2 separate regions of the Nothobranchius furzeri genome follow, and region 1 is linked to region 2. A link is a contact called in public Micro-C data. All regions are on one chromosome and are shown on one strand. The core of a region is the stretch at or near the end of the contact, and the rest is flanking DNA. Distances in the headings are between cores, read along the strand shown.

Evidence for each region. A called contact is a pair of places that touch in the nucleus more often than the background predicts.
Region 1: a contact with region 2 is called in a Micro-C map of tail fin, with 13 times the contacts expected there. The contact joins the promoter of impact here to the promoter of rabggta in region 2. A contact is called at or near these places in 2 of 2 Hi-C or Micro-C datasets (skeletal muscle and tail fin).

What each region holds. Positions count from the first base shown.
Region 1 is chr8:41,010,455-41,013,511 of NfurGRZ-RIMD1, reverse strand. It overlaps impact (impact RWD domain protein), which reads left to right and starts at 1,657. Exons shown (of 10, transcript XM_054730041.2): 1 at 1,657-1,838. The coding sequence starts at 1,791. osbpl1a (oxysterol binding protein-like 1A) reads right to left here and starts at 1,477. Exons shown (of 29, transcript XM_070554037.1): 1 at 1,131-1,477.
Region 2 is chr8:40,770,645-40,773,656 of NfurGRZ-RIMD1, reverse strand. rabggta (Rab geranylgeranyltransferase subunit alpha) reads right to left here and starts at 1,260. Exons shown (of 17, transcript XM_070554040.1): 1 at 1,145-1,260; 2 at 800-833; 3 at 100-210. The coding sequence starts at 802. It also overlaps the pseudogene LOC139071406.

The DNA.
Region 1 (3,057 bases), core at 408-2,907, 240 kb before region 2:
CTGGCTTTATCAATTGTCCAAGCGCTTTCTGCTTGTTTGTTTTTGCAAGCGGAATTACTGCTCCTTGCGGAAGACCACAGACGAAGGACGAGGTTAAGAACGGCTATTGCCCGGCACCTGGCTTCTCCAAGTACTGCCGCCTACAGGTCTGGCATGTCCTTAACAACGTATTTATCCAGGTACGTGTGGACAGAGTTTTTGTTTTAAACGAGGTGGTGTGGATGCAAGTTTTTGGAGGGGCGGATATTCGTTTAAAAAAAACCCGGCTACGTGTGGACCATCGACATATGGTGTTGACTAGGCCTGAGAGCGAAGTGCTCGGTTAGGAACATATGGAACAATCAGATCACTGATGTATGATGGAGCTTGATTATTAAGAGCTTTATATGTGAGAAGAAGGATCTTAAAATCTATTCTGAATTTAAAAGGTAGCCAATGTAGGGAAGCTAAGACAGGAGAGATATGATCTCTCTTTTTAATTCTCATCAGATCTCTAGCTGCAGCATTTTGGACAAGCTGAAGACTTTTAACTACATTCTGTGGACTTCCTGAGAGTAATGAATTACAGTAATCCAGTCTTGATGTAATAAATGCATGAACTAGTTTTTCAGCATCACTCCTGGTGCAGTTTATCATACTGAATAATACACTATTGCAAAAACAACAAGAAAAGACCACTTAATGTCTATATGCAGCTCAGCAAAGGAATTTGCAGTCTAGATTTCTGAAATATTTATAATGCAACAAGATTTTACAAATAATAATTATGCATTGCATGCAAAATAAATGTATTTACATGTGTTGTTTCCTCTGAACTGTCTTTCAACCTTTCACATTATCTTGTGACCCTGCTAATGGCTGCATTCCTCTTGCATGGGGTGTTTTAATCTATGTAAAGTATTTTTAACTCAACTGACTCCTAATCTGAAAGGTTGCTCAAACATAGCTGTAGTCATGTAATGCTTAAGGGCTTTTAAATACACTTTTAGTTCTAAAGCTTTAATTTTAGGTGCACATATTTCAGAATAGTTTGAAAGTTCATCAACCCGTGAATTTCTGAAGCAGCTGTGAGGTGTCACAGCTTGATATTTGACTGTAGCTCACTTATCAACACTAAAAGTGCGACTTACAGATTTCCAGCGCAGAGGGGTTGAGATCCAGGACTCCAGTCAGACCTGCTGTGTGTCCACAGGGCCCTCAGTGAGCTGAATGGGATGTGTGAAGCCCCTCGGAGCCGTTTGCTCCTCCTGCTGCTGCCGCTCTACTGCAGCGAATTCAACGCGGCGCAAATCCACTGACTCATCACTCTCGCTCCCTCTCTCTATGTCTCACACACACTAACTCACACACTTCCACGTTATATCTGCAGCTGGCTCACACACGGAGAAATATGTACCTTTCTGACTCTCCTACTCTGCTGTTTACACACAGATCAGCTGATCTGCTCTCAGCGGAACTAGTCTGAGCTTTTCAAAATAAAAGAGCGACATGAACGATCTTAAGACTGTTCATTTAAAACCAACTTGTTGCATGCAAGTATAACTACAACAACGACATTTAGGCTGTCGATTATTTGTATGAATGTTGTGTTTATTGTCAGGTCACAAATATCGATATTAGCACTCGGAAGACAAAAAACAAACACGTAGCCTAGCTTTACTTTTGACCCGGAAGTAGTTTTACAATAAGAGGTTCATTCCAGGGTGGCAGCCCTCGTATTTAATTTACTCATACCTCCTAAACATTGACTGATTCATCTTTTATTTTCCAACGTTTATTTACATGATTTAATGGCGAATGTCGTCAACTCAGGGAATGACGAAAACCTGCAGGCTCAAGTAAGCCACATTTTATTACTCTATAATCCTCAAACAGTGAAAAGATCAGTATTAGTTGTGTTCAGCTCCGGTTAGCTGTAGTTTTTAGATATGGCCTGCAGAGAGCGTGTAAGTTAATGCAACAACAGGCGGCGTTCACTGGCTCAGACGGATTTGTCAATACTGGAGGCACACATCAGCCCACACCTAAAACACAACAGGGAGAGAAATAATGCTGAGCACTGACAAACAATCTGTAGGTTTCATTTGTGGAATCTTGTTGCACAATTTAAACTAAGCTAGTTCAAATAAAAGAACTGCTAAATGTAATTCTGTTCTGGAGATTTCTTCCCTAAACTTAAATACCAACGACATATTTTAAAGTGCCAGTTTGTATAAAATAAAAAGAAAATAAAGATATTTTTATTGATTAAATCATTTGGGAGACGTGCTTTTAGCTGCTAAAAGCTAAATTCACTAAAAGCAATAGTGATTTTTGGCCATTTTACAATTATATCTCAAAGTTGTCTGTTGTTTTGAAAGTTTCATGAACGGCCTTTGTTTGGAGAAATAGCAGTTACATACTTATTGTTAGCAATAATGGCATAATTTGTGTAAAGGAGGTTAAAGCTACTATAGCAAATTTAGAAAACAAGTTAGCTTAAAACATCTTTTTCTTGCCTCTCAATGTTTTAACATAGTATAGCTATAAATATATTGTGGAGAAAGTGGTTCTCTTGCCTTTGTCTAAAAACCTCTGCCAATAACACTTTTGACAGGAAATATTGGACCATCTGGTTGTCAGTTTCACTGAAACCCCGCACTTCCCAAGGTCCTCCATTTATTACGCACTCGCGTATTTAGCAACAGAACACCACTGGTGTGAGAGGTTCTCCGCTCAATAATATCAGAGAAGGAGAAATAGCCGGCTGCTACCGCTTCAACTTTAGGACAAACTACCAGAGTCCCAAAAAGAAAAACACAATTTGAAGTAGGGCCCGACCGATATGCTTTTTTTGGAACCGATATTGATACCGATATAAAACTTTAAAGAAAGGCCGATAGCAGATTTAATGGCAGATAAATCTCTCTCACAAAAAAAAAACAAAAACAAAAAAAAATTGTCTTAAGCTTAAACCCTTCATTCTCTGCCTTTTTGATGCTAACTTATTTCTCTGTTACGCACCAAGGAACTGTCTCAATAACTCACTAGGGTTTCCAAGCAATGCAAATAAGATTT
Region 2 (3,012 bases), core at 11-2,510:
TTTGTCCTTATAACAGTTTGATTAAAAAAGAACAAACCGCAAACTCTCTCAGATTGTCTACACAGTCACATGTTAAGCATGGGGAGCGGCAGAAAGAACCTTAGCAAAGCAGGCGTCACGTGCAGCCACGTAAATCTTTAGCTTCTTCTCTCGCTCTTTTCTCTTCTCCTCCTCCTGCTGGGCTGTGGTTTTAACCTTCACACGTCCATGCTGGAAAAACACACCAAAGATGGTAAACGGCAGGAAGAGGACTTGTCATGGAAGCAGATAACACCATATATCAGCTGTGGCATGAACGAATATTATTTCAGTTACTTTGGCCTAATCTAACGGTGTATTTAATCTTTACTAAGTGTTGCACCTGGCAGAAAACATGGTAAACTGACAAATTAAGAGGTGTAAAAAACAACAACAAAAATAGAAATCTTTTAAAGACTAAGAGCTAACATTTACTGCTCAATGCAAATAACTTGTTTTTATTGAAAAAGTAAAACAAAGAAAGAAGACATAATCTGATGGGATCAGACTCTTGCTTGTTAGACAAAACAACGGCCAGTTTAAATACACAAGCAACATGTTTAACTTTGGAAAACAGCAGGAAATAGTAGACCTCTGCTCCTGCCTCATTAAAATCACCTGAATATAAACCAAAACCTTTGAGAGATGCAACAGACACGACAAAACCCGTTTGGATTTGAGAAAATCCAAATATTGTAAGACTAATAACTGGTAAAACGTCTAGTAAGCGTACGAAATGTTGACAAAAACGAGCATAAAAAGAAATAGATAAACGTCTCACCATCGCTGCTGCTGGATGACACTTGTTCAGAGATCTGTTTACATCCAGGGAGAGACAGAGGGATTAGGCCTGAATCTCGATTCAAATGACACAATAAATATAGAAACTGTGAGAATGGCAGGTTAAGTCTTTGCGCATTTGTTTAAACTTGCATACAGTTCAGATGAGTTTAAATGCAGATAATAAACAGCTCTGAGTCTCCTACAGGAGGCTGCTCGGAGGTCTCTACAATGGGCTGGACTCTTTAACGCCTCAGTAAAGGCAGCACGTTTTAACCAGCTGAGAATAAGGAACTCGCAGGGCGAGACACCGAAAACAGCATCATTTATCCAACAAAGCACCCACCTGGCTTGGCTTTAGGAGAAGAAGACGTTTTATCACAGTGTAAATTGATTCGTCATGTCAGGTTTGCCTAATGACTACAACTGTCCTCTTTGCCGTCTCATGAAAATGACGTAGATGCTTCGTAATCACCGTTAGCCACGGAGAGAAGACGTCTGCTGCCCTCTAGTGGAGCACATGTGTAAGCACGGCTACTGCTGAGTGAAAATCTTTCTAGGAGCTAAAACATTGCATTCATTATGTTTTGCTCTCAAAAAAGTCTACTTTAGAGTTATGGAAGGAAAACAACCACAATATTTATTTATTTATTCATTCATTCATTCATTCATTGAAATGCATATTTTTTGTAGAACAATGTCAATGTCACAATCACAATGACTATGTCACATAACATCAACTTTTAGAGAATAAATGCTGAAAGTTTTCCCGTTTTTAAAGTGATCTACTGCTTTTCATGTCAGCGGTGTAAAGACATTTTCTTGTGTAAAAGCTGCTAAGTTAAAATTCCTATTTTTGAAATACCAAAATGAAAAGAAATATTCAAATTTCGTTGTTAAAGAATTGTCAGGTTTTGCTACCTGCCAATGTGTTTTTATTTGTTCGTAAACCAGAATTTACCCTGTTACAGAAATTAAAACATAGCACATCCATGTATATTTATAAAAAGCAACGAAGACTTAAACAAATGTGTTTCACCCTTCTGATTATTCCTAGCATCAAAACATTTGATTGCAAAGATTCTGTTGAAGAAAAGTCAATAAAAGAAAGGAATAAAATGAACACGTTCAGTTATCCATCCAAAATGTTATTACAAATTATTATAATTGTGCTAGTTACATGAACCAGTGAACCACACAAAACACACACACACATTTTACTTTTGTTTATTTCAGACAATAACATTTTTAAAACAATAACCCACAAGATACAGTTTCCGATAATTTATAAGTACAAATGATCAAAAACACTTGTTTTGAGGAATCTGCTGATGTCTGGTTTAGATCGGGAAAACTGGTTTTCCATTACAATTATTTCTTTTTGATGTCGTAAAAAAACTAAAATTTGCTTACTTAAAAATGATCATGTTGTAGATCTATGAGTGTAGATTTAATTTCTATTATGTTTGGTTTCTTTTCTTTTGAAAATGAAGAAAAATTTGCCATATTTAGATTTTTCTATTCCTGTTGCTAAGTGCAGTATTCCTTCTACATTCCACATGTACAATGATAATGAAACCTTCATATTACAATCATTCAAAACAGAAAAGAGAGTCATGTTCATCATACATTATGTTACATTTAAAACAGATCTTATTGTATTGTCTTGCTAAATCCATCCTAATCAGAAAATTAATACAAATCTAAAAATGATGGGTCCCCTTCTAAAGCAGAAACCAGAAAAATCCTTTTCTGTTTCTACTGTTTACTTCTTATTCATTATTGTATAATGATGTTGTTCTACATGAATGAAACAACCAGAGTCTGGTGGGCATCCTTCATCAGCTTGGTCTACTCTGTATGTGTGTGTGTGTGTGTGTGTGTGTGTGTGTGTGTGTGTGTGTGTGTGTGTGTGTGTGTGTGTGTGCGTGTGTGCGCGCACACGAGCGCATACAGCCTTTTTGTTGTGAATTAGCTGCAATGAGAGAAACTTGAGTTTGGATCTGGGTATGGGTCAAATGCATGCAGCACAGACCCATACCCAGTTGTCTCAGAGAAGTTGAGGGTCAGCTGGTTGTTTGTGTTTGTGCTGACCTTCAGTTGGGACAGCCAACCCAGAACTTTGTGGAAACCGCTGGCTGGTTGTGTTTGTTTAGGATAAAACTGAAAGATGGATGGTGTAGTACTTTCCTTTTTGACTGGAAAGGAAGCAAA